2 separate regions of the Triticum aestivum genome follow, and region 2 is linked to region 1. Evidence: chromatin contacts called from public Hi-C data. All regions are on one chromosome and are shown on one strand. The core of a region is the stretch at or near the end of the contact, and the rest is flanking DNA. Distances in the headings are between cores, read along the strand shown.

Region 1 (4,852 bases), core at 436-2,935:
AGAATAGAGACTGGCCTGCTTACCAGTCCATGTGCAGCAACCTTTGAATTGTGAGCAGACAAACAAAAATATTACATAAACAGGGCTATGGAAAAATCTTGGGTCATAAGTTCAATACTCCAAATAACCAGAACTCAGGAACTTAAATCTTAACGTATCTCTCCTCAACAAACTTAGGGAGAATCATGTAACAAAATAAGAAGATTCTAGTAAGTTGAAAAAGTCTAGCTTCTAGAAATAATACCTGTATGTATTATTATCCCTCCCATCTTCCAAATGTGTGACCTGCATTGATTTGCACTGATGTGATCCAATAAATCAACAGAAAGCTTTCCTCCAATGTTATAACAGGAACTTTAGACTCAGAAATTAGCACTGTAGTTTTACTAACCTGAGGAACAGATGCAGACGAGAACTGTGGTAAGGTAATCTCATGTGTGTCATCTCTGGATGAAGTTGATCCAGTGCCGTAAGTAAAACTTACACCTTTTGGCTCATAATTAAAATGCTTCCATTCTCTGGGAAGATAACAATTGATTAAATGTCAAGCAAAATGGGTTCTGAGTAATCCAAAAAAACACTAAAATATGAAAACAGGGAAAGACAGAGTAAGCTAGTAAAAACGAAACAAGAAGACATCTTGTGCTCTCCAATTAGGTATACTGCCAATGTAACAACTGCAACTTTTCACAATGTGCTAATCTTATGGACAAACAGAGCCATCTCCGATGAGCATGTGCTAATACTAAGCAGAAAAGACTCAAATTAATTCCATACCAAGTCAATAAAAGTGGCCTTACTTGCCAATAAATCTGATTTTTTTAATCTAAAATGAAAGCAACTAGAACTGTAGATCAAGAAAAGGCCCAAAATTCCCAGTGTACAGGCGGCCAGCCATTAAATTTAAAAGATCCTATCATCATCAATCAGTCAAACAATAAACCTAAATTTAGCTATCACGCCCACCAAATTTTCACAACAGGTCTCATGGTACCATTCTAATCAGACAAAAACCAGCTGATAACAACACAATCACCTGGGGTGACTGCAGCAAATGAATTGTAGTGAACAGTAACCGCAAGAAATAAATGCTACCATAAGAAGAATAAGAATTTTTCGTTTGTAGTGGTGCTATAATAAACTCCGAAGTCACAAACTTCACAAAATTCTCCCGCACACACGACACATCAATCAATCAATCAACAAAGCTAAAGAGGTTTCACGTTCCAAGCTCCACCGTACGTGCACAACCACATCTCCGTCCCGCGCCACGTGTAAAAAGTTCAACCGATGAAGCAGCCATTAATTGCTGTCGCCGCTGTACGGCTTGCAAGCCCACAACTGAAAGCTGCCAGATTCTATCGCGGTGATTGGGGAGCAAGGAGAGCGCGTCTTCACCTGAGGAACGTTATCGAGGAGGCGAGACGCTCCGCTTCGGCGTCGGGGAACCCCGGCTCGGGGTCGCCGGCGGCGAGCTCCGAGATGGCGCGTACCGCTCTGGAGAAGTCTTCTGCAGATTGCTCGAAGCAGCAGACTTCGACGCCCGCGTTGCCCTTGTGCTCCCCTTCCGGCGGGGACGGCGCGGCCGTCGTCTCCGGCGGCGCGGCCATCGCCGGCGGGGGGAACAGCGACCAAAAGCAAGGGGCGTTCTAGGGCTTAGAGCCGCGGGAAGAGAGGGCGTGTCTGGCGGAAGATGGGCCCAATTATACACCTTGGGGCGCACCCGCGTGGGCTGGGTTTCCTAGTATGTGTTTTCAGGCCCTCGAAAGGCTCCGAGTCCGGCCCTGCTAAGTACTGCGGGCGTGTCCTTTTTTCTTCATCGAAAGTCAAGTACAGCCCATCAAAAAAAAAAGTCAAGTACAGTACAAACGGACTACAATAGAATCTGATCCTCTAGTGAAAAAAATAGAAAAAAGCAACCTAGACCGTTGGATTGGTACTAGAGATGGCACAAATTCAAGTGGAGAGATGACATATGCCACTTCGCTGTACATTTTATAAAACACCCCTGCTAACACTACAGAAATCAGTTGATTTGCCGTATGTGAGCTCTTTGCCGTGAGTTGATGATGGCAAAGACCACCCTTTTGGCGTCAGCTAGCTACTGACGACAAAGACTTTGCCGTATTTTTTTTACAGATGACAAATAGCTCACTTTGATGTCCGATTTATTTTTTATAGACGACGAAGAGGTCATTTTGGTCGTAATATTTTTGTCGAATGAAAAGAGACGCAAACATGTCGAAGGAAAAGCGGTCGTTTGCGGGATCTGTTCCGCTGGAGCACTCGTCACACCGTAAAAAAGTTTTACGGACGCTCTTATACGCATTTTGGGGGATGCGCGGTTACGGGATCTGCTAGAGATGCTCTCGGGCCTCCAACCAAACAGCCCCTATAAGCGGGGAGCAGGCAAGCCCCGTCCAATCCCAACGGGCAGTTATCCAACGTTGCCTCATGTCACGTGTTGGGTGAACCCGCTGGAGTAGTTTCTTTTGTGAGTTATATTTTTCGGGTTTTCATATTTTACTTGGTTTTTCCCAAGCCTCCTTGGAAAAAATATTATTATTATTGGTTTTCTCGCATGAAGCACACCGTGCGAAAATCACAATGTGCTTCATGGTGAAGCACCGCTCTGCTTCCTCGTGAATCGCAGTGGTACTTATCAAAAGTGAAAAGTTGTGGTTGAGTTGTGCTTTCATCGTGAAGCGCACATGTGCTTCCTAAAAAGTGGAAAGCATGTTTTTCTTCTGTTTCCGGGTTTTCCCTTGATTTCTAGTTTTTTTAGGTTTATAAGAAAAGTTTGTCAAAAGCTATTAACACGGGATCATGTTTCAAGGACCTCAACGTGAGAAACCCAACGGTGAAAATCGTATGTGATTTGGACGCACGTTCAAGAGATAAAATGTTTTCTGAAAATAAGTCTACGAAAGAAAGAAAACTCTCATATTGTGACAAGTGTCGCACATACAGTGTGTCACTTGTCACCATTAGACAAGGTGTGAGTGATCTTTGCAAGGGGTACCCCTTAACTTATGATTTTGCTGAGTGTGCTTCACGCATCCGGCGGCAAACCATGGTGGCCTAGACAACAATACTCGAATAAGTATGACCCAGAATCTGAAATAGCTTTGCGGTGAGACATCAGGTCATCCATTGCTCCCGCCTCAGTTCTATCCAATGCAACATAAACCACCGGCCTAGTTCGATCATCTAATCTTGCCTACAAAGTCTCGTTTATTTGTAGAAGTATGAGTTTGATGATGATCTCAACCATTTAACCACTTATATCTCTCTCACATTAAAGACTTACAACAATACACCAATGCCCCATAAAAAGTTGCAACCAGGTCCCTAAAAGAGTCAAACAAGCCCAATTTCCAACATGAACCAATGGTGTGCCTCTATTGTCAGAACCGACTTGAAATTGCATCTCAAAGTGAAGAAGTCGTCGTGCTAAGGTTTAATTGGACCAACGCCTCGGAGAAGAATCCACCATGAAACACTATAGAAACCTTGTGTAGATCAAAAAACCCATAGTCGAACCATCACATGGATGAAACTTCAACCAACTTTGAGCGACGACAGAAAGAACATTATTGCGTTAGAGGCAGCACACGTACCGCCAGAGAGCAAACTAGCACGTTAGAGAGGCAACCAATGGTAGAGAAGGAGGCCATAGCCTCTTAACCATCGCAAAAATGGTTGAGAAAGCATCACCTTGGTTCCCAAGGGTCGGCCTTCCACAGTCGGTGACGTTGGCTGCTCACAACACCTCCACCAGCACCACAAAGAGCGGGGATAATAGTACCATTACCTCACCACCAACACGGAAGACACATGATGCGTCCGCTCAGATTCGAAGGACCTGATGTGGCGCAGATGCCAACTCCCATACTCAACATTGAAAGTCGAGAGAACCACCATTTTGATGGGAGATATGGAGAAAACTTATTCGCCGCCACCATCGCCATTATTGGAACCAAAGTCATAGACAGACAATGGCCTAAATGAGGCACATGTTTTTAAAGAACGAACATGAGATTTTTGTGCCTTATATATTAAGAAGAAGAAAGGATAATTTGCATCAAGTTAAAAAACAAGCATCGGGGTCACATGCGACGCCGAGCGCTCCCTATCACTCACCAACTCTAGACCTAGCTAGCCTCTGCAACACAAAATCGTCACTGATGCGCGAGACCACTACGCGAGGTATCACCACTACTTTGTCAAAAAAATGTTGTTGCGCTCCAGCCATAGGTGCCTAGCTGTGAGCAGAATGAGCGAGCTTATTTCCTTCTTGCGAGATCAGACACAATGTCTACTGTGTTTGACCACCAAGTCGTAAATTTCTCGGCACCAGTTGGGTTGAAGTGCGCAAGCGATATCCTGGGAGGATGGAGTACCATACCTCCCCAAGAAGGGGCAAGCCAAGAAAAGATGGTGCAGGTCTTCCGGCAGTTGCGCACATAGTACGCAACATTCGTTGTGCTAAAGGTGGCGACGTGCAAGATGGTATGCAGTCCATAGTCTGTTGGGAAGGACTAGCCAACAAAAGAAATTGATCTCCGGCATCGCCCAGCTAATCCACAGTTCAACACCTGGGCTGAATTCACATCCCAGGAAGAAGGCTGCATAGATCGAGCACGAGGAGTACTTGCCATCTGAACAACACCAGGCAAAACTATCCTCTGTAAGTTGGATGTCCTATAACACTTCCCATATTTGCAGAAACTCTGGATGTGTTTGCTAGCATGTATGGACTTAGCCTAGTTGTTCTCTTCTCATATATGCTGAGTGCAGACATGCTGAATCCATGCATTTGTTGTTGTTTGGCAGCGGTGTGTGCACTGAG
Region 2 (4,926 bases), core at 2,138-4,637, 240 kb after region 1:
TGAAATTATTTGTCACTCAACATCGACATATGTTTTAGCACCCTGGAAATTTTGACCACGAAAAGACATCCTTGGTGGCTTGTAAAAAAGAACGTTCAGGACCGAAAAATAGTATGTGGATCCTTTTCTTTATGCCAAGACCGCAGAGGATGACTTTTCGTTATGAAATTTTACGGGCAACCGGAACACTTATTGATGTCGACGATTTTTACTTTGTTTTTAAATTACCATTCACGCGGATGCATTTGTGCTCGGGATTAGAGGAACACTTTCGGCCTGTCTCTGTCTTTCCATGACAATATAACATTCTTTTTTTCCTTCTCTTTTGGCGCCACGACAACGACGGCGACCTCACTCCAACGATGGGCAACCACTGTTCGACGCGACGTTTCTTTTACCTCCTTTTGGGAGTGGTATCCGTTCAAAATATGTCTCGTATTTCCCCTTCAAGTGGAGAGCGTTATGCTGAAGAGCGGAGGTGGCTCTCGGGTGTATATGCACTTGACATGAAAAAATATCTTAGTAATTATATTCCAAAAAGTAAAAAAATTCTAAACCATTTTTAAACAAATTTGACCTTTTGTTGTACTTGTATAAAAGGTTTCATCGAGGAATGACTTTCATGGTATTATGGGTGATTTCTTTAACACTACATACAAGTTACTACTCACACCTTTTCTATACCCCTATATAGTGTGCGGATAACTTTGAAAGATGGTCGTTGGATGAAGCCAATTTGACGGTGCAGAGATGGCAAATCCGAGAACTACCGGCCGTTGGATATCATCTACATTCCACCAGATTCTACCACATGTACAATCTAGAATACTCCATGGTTGAACTTAAGCATAATGCACAAACCTAAAAAACAAGCACTTCTCCATTGATCTATAATCTTTCACATCATAATTGCCTAATTTTTTTAGATGAATTGCCATTATTTGTTTTTACTTTATGCTTTACAATGCATAATTCCATAAATAAAATAGATTAACCTTTTTATAAAAACTAATTGGTTTTGAATGGGATGAACCATAAGAATTAAACGAACATCTACATCATGCATATATGACTCAAAACTTACATGCTATAGTGTGGTGTTTATTCATAATTTGGTTGCCAAATCTTATGCGTGCAATGCACATGTACCTTACTAGTTGTCCTAATTTGGTCGGGTTTTCTTCCCTGAAGTTGATGGGAGTTTTTTTCGTGAAGCTTTTTGTTCGAGCACAACAGAAGGTCAAATTTATTTCCGAAAAAGATTTGATTTTTATCTTTTTTCACAATTACTGTTTTTTAATATCAAGTACACATCCTCCGGAGAGCCAAGGAGGTATTTCCCCCAACGGTTTATATAGTCTTTCCGTTATCCGTACCACATAACAGTCGCGCGTACTCCGACCCGATCTCAATAATTTGCTGTCGATTCGAGGAATCTATCTGTAGATCTATCGATCTCGACTCTCAATCTCAAGTGGAGAGCTGCGTACGTACTGACTAATCAATCGTCCAGCATCATCGATCAGCTGCTGCTCGGTGCTGCCAAACGCCAGCGCACTCACGGCACCAGTGGCCACGGACTGCCAGCGGCATACAATCTAGCGCGCGATTTTATCCCTGTTCGAAAGGAAGAAACGGGCGAGAATAGGCCAACAAGAGCGCGATCGTCAGGACACCAACTGTTGTTTATTCCGTATCAGGTTGGTGGGCTGTGCCCGCTCACACCACGCGGTCGCCGGCGGACCCTGACCGGCAACCCGCCGGCGAACGTGGCCGTCAGCCCCGGCGCGAACTTGGGCCGGCGCGAGCTCCGGCCGATCGCCTCGATGTCGAAGCTGCGGACGACGGCGACGATGACGGCCTTCATCTCCATGAGCGCGAGGTCCTTGCCGACGCAGACGCGCACGCCGGCCTGGAACACCGGGTACCGGTACGGGCTCACCGGGACGAACTGCCCGTCGCGGAGCCACCGCTCGGGCCGGAACTCGGAGCAGTCGGGGCCCCACACGGACTCCATCCGGCCCATGGCGTAGGCGTGGTAGGTGACCCGGGTGCCCTTGGCCACCGCCGTGCCGTCCGGGAGCGTGTCGTCGCCCGCCGCGAACTTGGAGTCGAACTGCACCGGCGGGAACAGCCGCATGCTCTCGTACAGCGCCGCGTGCACGTAGTGCATGTCCTTGAGCTTGCTGAAGCTCGGCCGGTCGTTGTCGTCGTCGCCCGCGACGCGTGACACCTCGTCCCGGATGGCGGCGGCGACCTCCGGGTGATCGGAGAGGAGCAGGAAGAAGGCGGTCAGCGCTGAGGCGACTGTGTCGCGGCCGGCGAGCACGAAACTGACGACGATGTCCCTGAGGTACTTCTCGTCGCTGATGGAGCCCATGAACCGCGACAGGAGGTCGCTGCCGGACGCGGCGCCGCCGAGCTTGTGTCGTTGCCGGGTGACCTCCGCGGCGAACCCGTCGACGAGGCGCACGGATTCCCGGAGCTTTCTCTCGTCCCCGACGTTGAAGAACCGCTTCAGCCGCCATATGATCTGCAACGGGGCGGTCGCGCGCCTCGCTGAGAGCATCGACGCCGTGTCGAACGCGTCAACGAACGCCGATACCGGCATGGACAGCTCGAGGCAGCCCGGGTCGAGGCCGAAGGAGATCTTGCATATGCAGTCGAAGGCGAAGCGACGGAACACGTCCTGCAGGTCCAGCACCTTGCCACCGTCGTCGTCGTGGGAACATGCAGAGTCAAGCAGGGGAACGAGACGGCCCCGCAGCTCGGAGGCGACGACGCCCGAGGCGAAAGCCCTGAGCGCCGGGGACGCAAGCTCGGCCGCGGCGAGCTTCCGCTGGAACAGCCACGCGTCTCCGTCGACGTTAAAGATCCCGCGGCCGAGCAGGTCGGCGAGGATGGCGGAGAAGGGCTTGCCCTTGGGGTAGTTATCGAAGCGCGCGCGCAGCATGTGGTCGACGGTGACGGGGTTGGCTGTGAGCACGTTGCGGAGCACGTGCACGTGCACGGTCTGCGACGGCGAGCGGCGCAGCAGGTGCGCGTACCAGTCGCAGAGGTTGTCGAACTCGCCTGCCCACGACGCCGTGAGGTAGGCCTCGCAGACCGCGCAGTCGCACCACCACGGCGGGCGCGTGCGCGCCACGGCCAGGAGGGCGGCGAGCGCCACGGTGCACGCCGCGAGCGCGAAGAAGGCGCCGGCCACGTGCGGCTGCAGCGAGAGCGCCCCATGCAGCTCCGCCTCCGCCGCCGCCCCATGCAGCGCCGCCTCGACGCCCATGACGAGCACGACGTAACGACGGCGCTAGCTGCTTTTATCTATCGTACGTGCGTGTGTGTGCGCGCGCGCGGGGTTTCATATGCGGGCGGTGAGGTGAGGTGCCGTTGCGCCCGCCCCGGACGAGGCCGTTTTATACTGCCGGCCCTCTCCTCGCTCGTGTGTGTGGAAGGACGGTTATGGGCATGGACTCTCGCCCGTGTAGTTTCCCTCGTGACTTTGACCGCTCTCTCACTCTCACTCTCAGTAGGTCTGGGCACGTTCGCTCTCGAGCTCACCTCGGTCGATCGGGCTGTAGCAGCTGGTGGTCTAGACTCTATAGGTGGAGAGCCACATGTGCTATAGGAATAGCGCTTAATGATCTGCACGTTGTCCGCCGCGCCATGCGTGTCGTTCGATCGGGCCACGCACCGTCACCCACCTCCGGCTCCTTCTCCGGGTGGCACTTGGTTTTTCACCCCGGTCAGTCGACCACGACGTCAATACCCGGTCGTACATAACAGGAAAGCTCGCGCCTTGCCTACTTCGGCCAGCCAGAGCCAGTTATTGATTGCACTGCAGTGCCTACCCCTCCCACGATCCAGACAGTGCGATTGTACCGGACTAGTCGCCGTTCCAGGGATATTTACTGCGCCGTGGCGTTTTGAACGTGTTTCCAGTGCCCACTAGCTTATCTAGGCGCAGCAACACAGCAGCGCCAGGCCGCCCGGAGTACGTCTCTGCCCGTCTGCCGTCGTCGGGACCGACCGATCTTTCCCTCCCGCGGCGCATTAAGGACAACTGCAACGCTAGACCTCAGAAGGGTAAATTGCACAAAACCACCACCTTAAAGGATAGGTTTACAAAAAACACTACAATACATTATTTTGCAAAAAAAAAAACGTCTATGATAATTTTTTTGAAAAAACACTGATCGGCGGATCGGACTCGGTTAAGTGCATTTATGACAGATGGGGCCCGCCAGTCAGGCTCACTTGGCACCACTTAACCTCTCAAATATAACGGCGACGTTTGATAACGCTATCCTTATGTGGGGCCCTATGGGGGTCCACCTGTCATCCAAAGAAAAAAAAGAAGAAAATCTGCCTCCTACTTTTGTTATCCTCACGACCCCGTACGAGGTCCTGTTGCCAGAGACGCATCGCGCCGCCGCCGCCCAACCTGTGTACGCCACCGGCCGGCGACCGCAGCAGCAGCTCCAACTCGGACAGGAATCCCGCACCAGGACAGCGGCCGCGTTGCTCGGCTTCACCTGCGCGTCCCTCGTCATCGGTCGCACCCCGCCCCCGCTGCAACTCCCTCCGACCCCAACGGCGGGCCGACGTTCCGTCGCACGGCTCCCTCCGACGCGTGCCGCGACTGCGACGAGGCAACTGACCGCCTGATCCGGGAGCTCCAACCGTTCCCGCCTCGCCGGCGTGGCCACGCCGCCCGCCGACGACCATCTCCGTGTCCCGCTGCAGTCGGCCGACCGAGGAGCTCGAGGTGGCTGTTCTCCAGCCGCCACCCCAAGCCTCCACGGCTTGCTGCGATGCAGGTTCCTTCCCCCAGACCCCGATGGCGCGCCTCCTCGCCGGCGCTGAGACCCATGGGCGTCTCGTACTACTGCTCTGCTCGTGTGCTTGCGCAGGCCGAATCCATGAAGCAGA

Evidence for each region. A called contact is a pair of places that touch in the nucleus more often than the background predicts.
Region 2: a Hi-C map of leaf shows a contact between it and region 1, with 3 times the contacts expected there. The contact joins the promoter of LOC123071482 here to the promoter of LOC123071475 in region 1. A contact is called at or near these places in 2 of 5 Hi-C or Micro-C datasets (both in leaf).

The regions. Positions count from the first base shown.
Region 1 is chr3B:652,138,811-652,143,662 of IWGSC CS RefSeq v2.1, forward strand. It overlaps LOC123071475, which reads right to left and starts at 1,686. Exons shown (of 15, transcript XM_044495048.1): 1 at 1,399-1,686; 2 at 392-518; 3 at 245-285. The coding sequence starts at 1,610.
Region 2 is chr3B:652,376,564-652,381,489 of IWGSC CS RefSeq v2.1, forward strand. It overlaps LOC123071482 (cytochrome P450 94C1-like), which reads right to left and starts at 3,388. Exons shown (of 1, transcript XM_044495057.1): 1 at 1,321-3,388. The coding sequence starts at 3,280. The coding sequence ends at 1,697.